2 separate regions of the Salmo salar genome follow, and region 1 is linked to region 2. A link is a contact called in public Hi-C data. All regions are on one chromosome and are shown on one strand. The core of a region is the stretch at or near the end of the contact, and the rest is flanking DNA. Distances in the headings are between cores, read along the strand shown. Region 1 overlaps LOC106571204 (serine/threonine-protein phosphatase 2A 56 kDa regulatory subunit alpha isoform). Region 2 holds the start of LOC106571204 (serine/threonine-protein phosphatase 2A 56 kDa regulatory subunit alpha isoform).

Region 1 (5,228 bases), core at 1,987-4,486, 57 kb after region 2:
TTCATCTCTATCCACACCATCTCTACCCTTTTCTTGCGCCCTTTTACTCTTTTGTACAGCACCCTTTACTTTATTTCACTCATATATATATATATATACATACATACACACACACAGTACAGATTTAGCCTGGTCCCCCGCAGGTACCACTGAGTGAATGGGGCGTTGCTGTGTCACACACACAGTCCCTCAATGACCCCACAGAGCTTAAAACCTTCTGGTGCCATTAGTGCATTTCACTTACAGTTATCGACCCCAACCCTGGATAGAGAGACACCCCCCTTCTCTCTCTCTCCGTTTTCTCTCTCTACCATGCACTCTCCTGTTCCCTCTCCTCCATTTCTTTCCTTGTGTTCCCAATCTCCCACTGTGTATTTTAACATGTTTGATATGTGTGCCGTGAAATAATAATAATAGTCACATCCATGCGGGGTAATCAAAGTACATTCATGGTATGACACTCTATTTTCAGACTAACACAATCATATATGAATTTTAAAAAAATATGCAGGTATTTCTTCTGGAAATTGAAAAGTGGCTGATGTTACAGTACATAAATGATTATACAGCTACATTATAACATTATAATGCTGCTACAGAAGCACAGCAAGAATGAGCTAATAGTGCTACAGAACTGAACTAATAGTGCTACAGAACTGAACTAATAGTGCTACAGAGCTAATAGTGCTACAGAACTGAACTATTAGTGCTACAGAGCTAATAGGGCTACAGAACTGAGCTAATAGTGCTACAGAGCTAATAGTGCTACAGAGCTGAACTAATAGTGCTACAGAGCTGAACTAATAGTGCTACAGAGCTAATAGTGCTACAGAGCTGGACTAATAGTGCTACAGAGCTAATAGTGCTACAGAGCTAATAGTGCTACAGAGCTAATAGTGCTACAGAGCTAATAGTGCTACAGAGCTAATAGTGCGACAGAGCTAGTAGTGCGACAGAGCTAATAGTGCTACAGAACTGAGCTAATAGTGCTACAGAGCTAATAGTGTTACTGAGCTAATAGTGCTACAGAACTGAGCTAATAGTGCTAATGGTGCTACAGAACTGAGCTAATAGTGCTACAGAGCTAATAGTGCTACAGAACAGAGCTAATAGTGCTACAGAACAGAGCTAATCAGAACAGAGCTAATAGTGCTACAGAACAGAGCTAATAGTGCTACAGAACAGAGCTAATAGTGCTACAGAGCTAATAGTGCTACAGAACAGAGCTAATAGTGCTAGTATGTGTCTGTGTGTCGCAGTGGTTGTTATCAGCCCCGGGCAGTAGTCTTGAGGTATTCGGCGTCAGGGCAGGATGAGTATCACACTGTTGCTTTATGTCCCGCCTGGCAGCCCTCCCTGGAATGTGGCCCATGTGACACCACCAGCAGCCAATCAGCTGCGTTATACCAGACTAGAGCAATATGCCTCTGAGTGAGCCCAGGAAAAAAACTATTTCACTGTTTCACTGGCTTGTTTAGGATCAGCTGGGCATGTTCAGCACAGGGTGGTGAAGAGAACGCACCCAAAGCAGTGATATGAAACTGTGTTAGCTACTCTCATCTAACACATGAAATCACATCATACACAGATTACATCAGTTAAGGGAAAACCATATAGTCTAGAAAAAGAGTTGAACAATTTGTCCTAGTTTTACTAGCCTCGGACCTGTGTCCCCCACTCTCCACTTTACAAACCCAAGCAGGATTTGATTGTTCAATACAAAGTTATTGTCCAATGTGTATTTTTCTCTTTCTTTCTGTCTGTTAGTTTACTCAGTTTGGTGTTGGGTGTCCCTAATTGAGGCTGTCGGTTAAGGTCCAGTCCTCCTTGAACACCTTAGAGAGGTGAATGGAGCGTCGTAGCTGCAGATAAAAGGCTTTGTCACCGGCTGTAGTGGGTTGTCTGTCGTCTTATCCCGTATCCATGGCAGAGCGGCCCCACACCTAATGAGATCTGGCCAGATTAAACCCTGAATGGAACTACACAGAGACGGCGGGGCGAGGCAGGGCTGCACCTGTAGACCATCCAGGGACCCAGAGAGGTGTTATTGAGGTGGAGTAGGTTCCTTGAAGTAACGGACAGGAAATGCAATACCACCCTGAATACCACTTAAAGGCCTGTCTTCAAGACGACTCTCTTAGGCACAGCACTACAGTGTCATTAGATTGAGCAGCTTTCATTCTGAATGAGACATGAACTTGGGTGAAGGAAAGGCTTAGCACATACATAGTTATTCTCGAAGTAGCTAAACAATTCAAAAGTAATTCCAGTACATACTTCCAACAATTTTCCATCTACTCCCCCATGCTATTGTTTAACACACTATCTGTGTGTGAGAGTGGCAGGGATGTGTGACAGGCTGCTTGTTTGAACACCAGTGGTCTGAGTCATTAGTCTCCCCCATTCCCTTCCTCCCTCCCTCTTCCCAATGTCTCTTCTTCTCCTGATGGTCTCTGTCAATTTCCATGAATAAAAATATATGTTTCCAACACACACATGCACACTGTCTCTCTCTAACATCCACCCACCTCCTCCACCAAGGCAGTGAGATGCAAGACAGTGTCCAACAGCACCCCGTTGCTTTAGAAACCTCAGCCAGTGAAAGGAAGACTCTAAAGCGTTCTTTACACCAAGGAGATCAAAGCGACCCAAGCTGTTAGTTAGCTCCAGCTAATTACATATGGCGTCATCTTTGTAGTGTGTGTACCGTGCACTCTGGGAGCCTGTCGCAAGGCTAATTTTATAGTCAATTAAACTCTAAGGAAATGGTATAGTAAGTAGCAGCAAGCTCTTCGGCATCTCAAAAGTTGCGTTACTGTCAGCTGAAGAATGTTTTACTCCTTCGTCACCCCTTTAGAGCTGTGTGGCTTGTCAAACTGACAATAGGTAATTGGGTGTTGTCAACACACACACACACACACACACACACACACACACACACACACAGTGCAGAATGGTAGCACTCTTGCCAGCCTCTCTGTCGTCGTGTGTGTCACTCCAATTCCTCCCCTGCTAAAAATAAACCTCTGCTGCAGTGATGGTGGTGGTGATGACCTGCCTCCAAACCGAGTCTCCAGCACAGAATTGTAATTGGGAGATGTGGCTGATGCAGAATCCTTAATGGATTTATCTTTGCCCCCCTCCGTTTTGATTCTATTATTCTCTACCCTTCGCCATGGTAATTATAAAATATTGAAACATGCTTAGTCATAATCAAGTAAAGAGGAAGTTGTCCTACGCCCCCTCTGTAAATTACTGCCAGTTGTGTTTATGCAGCACAGCATGAATATGATTTGCTCTCCTGGGTCACGTTAGCTTTCAAAATTCTGCATTTTCAAAACACAGACCCTACAAAAATCTTAAAAAAAAAAAAAAAGAATAGATTTCACCTTTTAATTAAACAAACAGACAATAAATACATGGCTCCACTCAGTGTTCTAGAATGCAGGAAAATGCAGGTCAGTTCAAGACAGTGCTATGTGAATACTTCCTTTTCTTTACCCTATGTCATTATAATCACATGCAACAATCATTTGTAGTCTGAACGATATTATAGCCGTAATATGCTTGTAGCCTACTCAACACTGTTGATGAAATACAAACACAATAGGAGCGTTGGAAAAATGACACGCTCGCCACACGCATCTGATTCATTTCATTATTTTACATTTTTAATTATAACCACAATGTAACAAATAATCAAACTGTGGTTCGAACTTCAGCAAACAAACCAGTGTGAAAACATCCGCATAACAAAAAGTTGTCAACATAAGTTCTCATCTCCCTCCTTTGCGCTCTATTTTCTCCTTGTCATAAAGGGTGCATGCCCGAGCAAAGTAAACATTTCAGGACTCCAGTGCCCCCATTTTTTAAATTGTCATTAGTATCTCTAGGTGATCAGTGCCTATGCAGGAGCATTTCTTGGGTCAGAATTTGGTTCTGGCAGCTGAATCCCCTTTCAGCTCAAACACTGTACACGAGTAGGACCACAGCATGCGCTGTGAGCTGAGCGTGTGCTGGGAACACCTTCCAAATGCCACTGACTGAGACTCCCGCCACATACACCCTCCTCACAGACCGGCAGATAGAGTACAAGTGATTTGGAGGGTTGATGAGACGCTTCGGATAACTGCAGCGAGTCTATTAAAAGTTGGAACTTGAAATGTTATGTCATGGTCAATACACTTGCGTTTTCAGAATGCAACAGATTTTTTTGTGCTTTTTGTTGTTGTGTGAAACAGCCTACAGGCCTCGCAAATTCACTTTAACACACAGACGCATGAACACACACACACACACACACACACACTACTCCGGGTTGTAGGGGTTGGGTTACCTCTGTGAACAGGCTGGTCTTTAGTTCGTACAATAGTTGAACTCTTCCTACAGTGCCTTCAGAAACTATTCACAACAGTTTTTTTTGCACAATTTGTTGTTTCAAAGTGGGATTAAAATGGATTTAATTGTACATTTTTTGGGGTCAATGATTACATAAAATACTCAAATCAGAGTCCATGCAACTTATTATGTGACTTGTTAAGCATTTTTTTACTCCTGAACTTATTTAGGCTTGTCATAACAAAAGGGTTGAATACTTATTGACTGAAGACATTTCAGCTTTTAATTTTTCATTTGTTTGTAAACATTTCTAAAACATCATTACACTTTGACATTATGGGGGTATTGTGTGTAGACCATTGACACAACATGTCAGTTAAATCCATTTTAAGTGTGAATACTTTCTGAAGGCACTGTGAGTAATCTCTTTTATTTGTGGTACCTAAATTTGAATGCAGAATTTAAACCGTTCTGTGAGTGTGTTAGTCAGGCCTTCTTTATATGTCGGATATTTTAGAGCAGACTGAACAATACAATAAAACTGTTTCCATGCATTCTAGACTACATTCGATTAGGCCTGTCCGTTGTTTGTAGTTTTTCAACAGAAACTTGTCTTTCAGTCCCAAGATTTTGAGGAGAGCCTCTTCTCTCCTTCAACCCTCCCTGTATGTTTGGATTGTTCTGTGACTGTGTTCATGGTAAAGCACCCGCACAGCAGATAACAGCCTACTTATCGTCCCTCACTCAGCATATTAGTGGAGAAAACTGCTACTGTTCTCTGGGTATTAATACAATGATAGGAGACTCGCAGCTTTCATCTCCCTATATGCAAGGGAAGCATCCCTCTATTTCCCAGCTGCAGTGCAAGCTGTACTCATCTACATTGGGAA
Region 2 (5,528 bases), core at 920-3,419:
CCCTTCAGGCCCATGGCGCCAGGGCCACCCTCATATGTCAGAAAACGCCCTCCATCAGGAACTGGTTTGCCCGGCCTCCCGGAGAACAGATCACCCCTCCTCTCCGCAAGGTGCGTAGCCCCTGTCCCCTCCTTACCCTTTCCTCGGAGAGGACGGCCGAGCGCCGGCTGGAGAATGGTGACAGTGGGGCGGCGGGGGACTGTGACTGCATCACAGGGCTCTACCCCGCAGCCAAGAGGAGCCGGGGACCAGCAGCAGTGTGCTGCCCTAACCAGGAGCCACCTCATGCGGGCACAGAGAGGAGCGAGGCCTGGGGAAAAGCAGACCTCCAGGTGGAGGACCAGAGGCCTGTCCCAGCCACACAGGCAGATAAGGAGAACAGCTCTCCAGAAGGGGCAGACTGGTTGTCAGCAATGAGCCAGAAGCTGAGGAAAGGTGTGGGAAAACCCAGCAGCACTCCCAGAAGCACCAGTGCCCCCAAGAGGCAAGATGGCAGGATACCGACCTCACCGGTATACACAAGATCCTAAGTTACAAGTTGACCAGAAATGTATGAAGTCTACTGATGTTCTTAACAGGATTTGCGCTATCTCTTGGACGTGTTTTTCATATGATAACACATGGTGTTCCCAATGTAGAAAAAACATTGATGTCTCTTACTGTATAACCAGGAAACCGTTATCATTTACCTTTCTCCTGTTCCTTCCTTCTCCCAGGCAATGTCCTCTCCCTCCTGGGCAATGCGCTCACCGAAATCCATTAAGAAAATATCTTCCTAGTTCCAGCGAAGGACTCGGGAGTGATCAGCTTGGAATGAAATGGTTCTCAGTGCTGATTCAGAGAGACATTATTTATATTTGTAACAAAAAATATATATATTTCCTATATATGTATTTTAATTTGGATCACTGTTCAACATAGAGAAATCTTTTTAAATATATGAGGGTTGATTCTTAACCTTAATATACCCAATATTGCACCCATTTTTGAGGATCCTTACAATGAGTTGTCCACTCAACATAGAAGACAAACTTACAAGAGATTCCTGTTCTCACGTCTTTATTTTGTACGTAAACTTTGTCTACAATGATCCGCTTCCCCTCCACCAATCCTAACCTTAACCATTAAATGCATCTAGGGGCAACTTCACCCTACACCATTTATGTCTGCACAAGTATGAATTCCAGTCTTGGTTCCCCATTCTGAATAATTAGCTGTGTCACTACCATATCACACTTTAAGTCATGAGTATTCACAAAGGGCATGAGACTAAAATGACCATTAGTAAAGTCTAATGTCAGATTTCCCTACAAAATATTTAGATGATAATGCAGAAAGCAAGTCCCTAGACATGACAATACTTAGAAAAGTACATTAAAACCAAACTTTGGGTGAGTTAGTGTTGTTAGTACTACATTATAACAGTTCACAGCCCATGCAATGCTGTTCAAAGGTTGCTGACACTGGTCTCCAACCTGTTTTTCCAGTATACTTTCCACTTCTGTTGTTGTAACTTGACATGTGTTTGCACTGTGTTAATCCTGTCTTCACATACACAATGAGAATTTTTACTGAAAGGAGACTAAGAATGCATGATAGGTTGTAGTCCTGTCAACCTGCAACATTCTTTTATGTCTGTCTGAAACATGGATGTCTGAGCTAGTGCCTCCATGAGAACATTTTCTTCTGCTCTCTGCATGTGATCACATGTGCAAAGGTTAGCATGCTACTAGTGCTGGGCGCTTACATTCAGAGGATCACATGATTGTGGGGTTAAACAGTCTTTTTAACGTCACACCACACTGTTGGATCTCTGCTGCAAATATAGGTGACATTAATTGGATGTTAGTGTATCCTCCTGATGGATAAATATAGTAACTGATGTAATTGCAACCTGTGCCTGGCTTCAAAAGAATCACTTGCCTGAAATGACAATATTAACAATTTGTGTTTATATGGACACAGTATCCTGCCTATTTATAAAAGTTTCCAGTTGCCAATTTACTGCTATTTGTTTTCTGTGCATATTGTCACATGGTTTAGAGCCCGGTCTTAGTCGAATTCAATTGGTTAAAAAAAAAAAGGTACGAGCATGCCTGTTTCAACATTTTGGTTGGCCACTGCAGTTGTCTGTCAAAGACGTACGCTTTTGTCACGCAATGCAACCCGACAACGATGTACTCATAAAGCTGTTAATGGTTGCACCGAGTTTGCAGTGTGGCGGCTTTTTACATGGAATTGTGTTATCTAATAAATCGAAAAAGTTATTATTGACGTCCGAGCACCAGTAAAAAGTGATTATCGGTGTGTTCAGCGCAACTCGATATTTCCGACTAAATGGATACGGGAAAGTGCTGAACATGACTCCATTGGCGCCGTGGTTCTTCCGATATACGAACGTTACTGAGTAGTTCGTGGTTGCCAGACTTCATTCGTCCAGACTGTTTTTCATTTTGACAAAGCCAACTGCTGCTAGAAGACACGGAATACAATATTTATTTTTCTTGTGGAAAATAGTATGAATTTCATCATGACAGTTCGCTTTAAATTGTAAACGTTCATATTATCTAGGTAACGGTACGTTTTAACGAAGCAGCTAGCTAGGTAGCTAACGTTAGCCAAGCAGCCAGCTGTCTAGCATTAGCATTTTTTGTCTGTCATTTAAAAAGCTAGCACTGACAGCTAGTTTTATGCTAGTTAGCATAAGTGTTCTCTCTGAAGTAGCTAACGTTAGCTGGTTAGCTATAAAAATGACAATTATAGCAACAGGTTGCTATATTGCAGAAATTACAAGTTAAATATACCCAGCAATTTATTTAGGCAGTGTTTCTGCTGTCAGTCTATTAGCTAACGTTAACCTAGATACGTTTTCTCATAAATCTGTCATGAGTTGGCTGGCTTGTTGATACGCGTAGCGTTAGCTAACGCTAGCTAGTTTTCAAAACAGCTCGCTGGACTCAACAAGCGGGACGAAAATGCGGGCTTTACGTGGAAACTGATTAACTAACAAACTTCAGTGGATCAAACAAGCATAAGGTGTTTTTAAAAGTTTGCTGTTTACGCCATTATTTGAAGTTGCAGAAGATTTTGATGCTCCTGGGCTGGGAGACATAGCCCACTTGTGGAAACCCTAAATCTGTCGTTGGTGCACATGTCCAAAAATATTTTTACGATACAGTTGATGCTTCAAAATGTCGGCTATCTCTGCGTCTGAGAAAGTGGACGGGTTCACGCGAAAATCAATGAGGAAGGCCCAGAAACAGAAGAAATCTCAAGGGTCGTCCCAGTTCCGAACTCAAACTTTTACCGAGCTTTCACCCTTGCCGCAGCTCAAAGGTAAGAAAATAAAAAATGCTGCCTGAAATAGTCTCAAGTGAAAGGGTGAGGGTGTTGACACTTCACGTTTACTCTAGCAAACGTGATCAATACCTGACGTAGTCGGACATTGACTATATTCTACCAATCTGTACAGTCAGACGATCTGTACAGAGATAAAAATGTTGGTCAATGAAACGGGTAGCTAATGACAGTTGCATTTTCAGCCTCTGTTCTTTGGCACCCAGCTGTGATGTATGCTCACAAGGAGGACTGAAGTGCAATCCTGGCAAAGTAGGCTACATCGAGAGAATGAGAATTGATCTAATTGCTGATACTTTTGTGTATATTGTGCACAGCCTACGTTTTAGCTGGTGTGAAATCTCCATCACTGCCTGTCAATTTCTCCACTCAGAAATAGCACCGTTGTTATGCATGGTAATTGCTCTTTTGACAGCTATATATTTTGTACAGTACTACTAGTCACGACGCACCTGGATAGTTGTTGGTTATTTTCCTGTACAAGACATGTGGGCCAAGGCCAGACACATGCATTAATTTATGTATTGAATCCATGAAAACTACAGAGCTCTCTGTAAACATAGGCCTACTACATTAACTTTATATTGTTTGTTTTGGTAAGGAGAAGCCTGCATATCAATGAAATGTTGCGTTCTGAGAATTTCATCCTAGCTGGAGAGTGATGTTTTGTACACCTTGGCAGCCAGGAGAACTGTAATGTAGCCTGTCTGATCTATACTGAACAAAAATATAAACGCAACATGTAAAACCAACATGTAAAGTGTTGGTCCCATGTTTCATGAGCTGAAATAAAATATCCCCGTAATGTTCCATATGTACAAAAAGCGTATTTCTCTCAAATGTTGTGCACAAATTTGTTTACATCACTGTTAGTGAGCCTCTCCTTTGCCAAGATAATCCATCCACCTGACAGGTGTGGCATCTCAAGAAGATGATTAAACGGCATGATCACCTTGTGCTGGGGACAATAAAAGGCCGCTCTATTGTTGTCACAACAATCCACAGATGTCTCAAGTTTTGAGGGAGTGTGCAATTGGCATGCTGACTGCAGGAATGTCCACCAGAGCTGTTGCCAGATAATGTTATGTTCAATTCTTTACCATAAGCCGGCTTCAGCGCTGTTTTAGAGAATTTGGCAGTACATCCAACCAGCCTCACAACCACAAACCAAGTGTAACCAAGCCAGCCCAGGACCTCCACATCTGGCTTCTTCACCTGCGGAATTGTCTGAGACTAGCCACCCGGACAGCTGATGAAACTGTAGGATTGCACAACTGTCAGAAACCGTCTCAGGGAAGCTCATCTGCATGCTCGTCGTCCTCACCAGGGTCTTGACTTAACTGCAGTTCGAATTCGTAACTGATTTCAGTGGGCAAATGCTCACCTTCGATGGCCACTGGCATGCTGGACAAATGTGCTCTTCACGGATTAATCCCAGTTTCAACTGGACTGGGCTGATGGCAGACAACGTGTATGGCGAACGGTTTGCTCATGTCAACTTTGTGAACAGAGTGCCCCATGGTGGGGTTATGGTATGGGTCAGCATAAGCTACGGGCATTTTATCGATGGCAATTTTAATGCACAGATTCCGTGACGAGATCCTGAGGCCCATTGTCAGTCATTCATCTGCCGAAATCACCTAATGTTTCAGCATGATAATGCATGTCCCCATGTCGCAAGGATCTGTACACCACTCCTGGAAGCTGAAAATGGCCCAGTTCTTCCATGGTCTGCATACTCACCAGACATGTCACGCGTTGAGCATGTTTGGGTTGCTCTGGATCGACATGTACAACAGGGTGTTCCAGTTCCCGCAAATATCCAGCAACTTCGCACAGCTATTGAAGCGGACTGAGACAACATTCCACAGGCAACTCTGTGAAGGAGCTGTTAATACTGACCAGTTTTCTGAACCACGCCCCTAGCTTTTTTTAAGGTGTCTGTGACCAACCGATGCATATCTGTATTCCCAGTCCTGTTAAATCCAAGATTAAGGCCTAATGAATTTATTTCAATTGACTGATTTCCTTATATGAACAAAAATCTTGGAAATTGTTTCATGTTGTGTTTATTTATGTTCAGTGTAGCTTCTGTCTTGGGCCTTGAAGGTAGTGGCAGATTGCTAAGTTACAGGTAGCCTTTGTTTTACTCAGAGGTTCTTCAATATGGA

What was found. A called contact is a pair of places that touch in the nucleus more often than the background predicts.
Region 1: a contact with region 2 is called in a Hi-C map of blood, with 4 times the contacts expected there. The contact joins the enhancer-like site here to the promoter of LOC106571204 in region 2. A contact is called at or near these places in 2 of 3 Hi-C or Micro-C datasets (blood and gill).

Annotation. Positions count from the first base shown.
Region 1 is chrssa15:29,071,570-29,076,797 of Ssal_v3.1, forward strand. All of the region lies in intron 2 of LOC106571204 (serine/threonine-protein phosphatase 2A 56 kDa regulatory subunit alpha isoform), which reads left to right. Among protein-coding and RNA genes, the nearest start is that of opn8c, 42 kb to the right of the region's middle. Within about 2 kb of position 3,237, at least 2 of the 13 cell types and tissues checked have an H3K27ac peak or open chromatin away from gene starts, as enhancers often do.
Region 2 is chrssa15:29,015,802-29,021,329 of Ssal_v3.1, forward strand. It overlaps LOC106571204 (serine/threonine-protein phosphatase 2A 56 kDa regulatory subunit alpha isoform), which reads left to right and starts at 2,170. Exons shown (of 13, transcript XM_014143986.2): 1 at 2,170-3,336. The coding sequence starts at 3,192. dtl (denticleless E3 ubiquitin protein ligase homolog (Drosophila)) reads left to right here. Exons shown (of 15, transcript XM_014143985.2): 14 at 1-550; 15 at 717-2,004. The coding sequence ends at 530.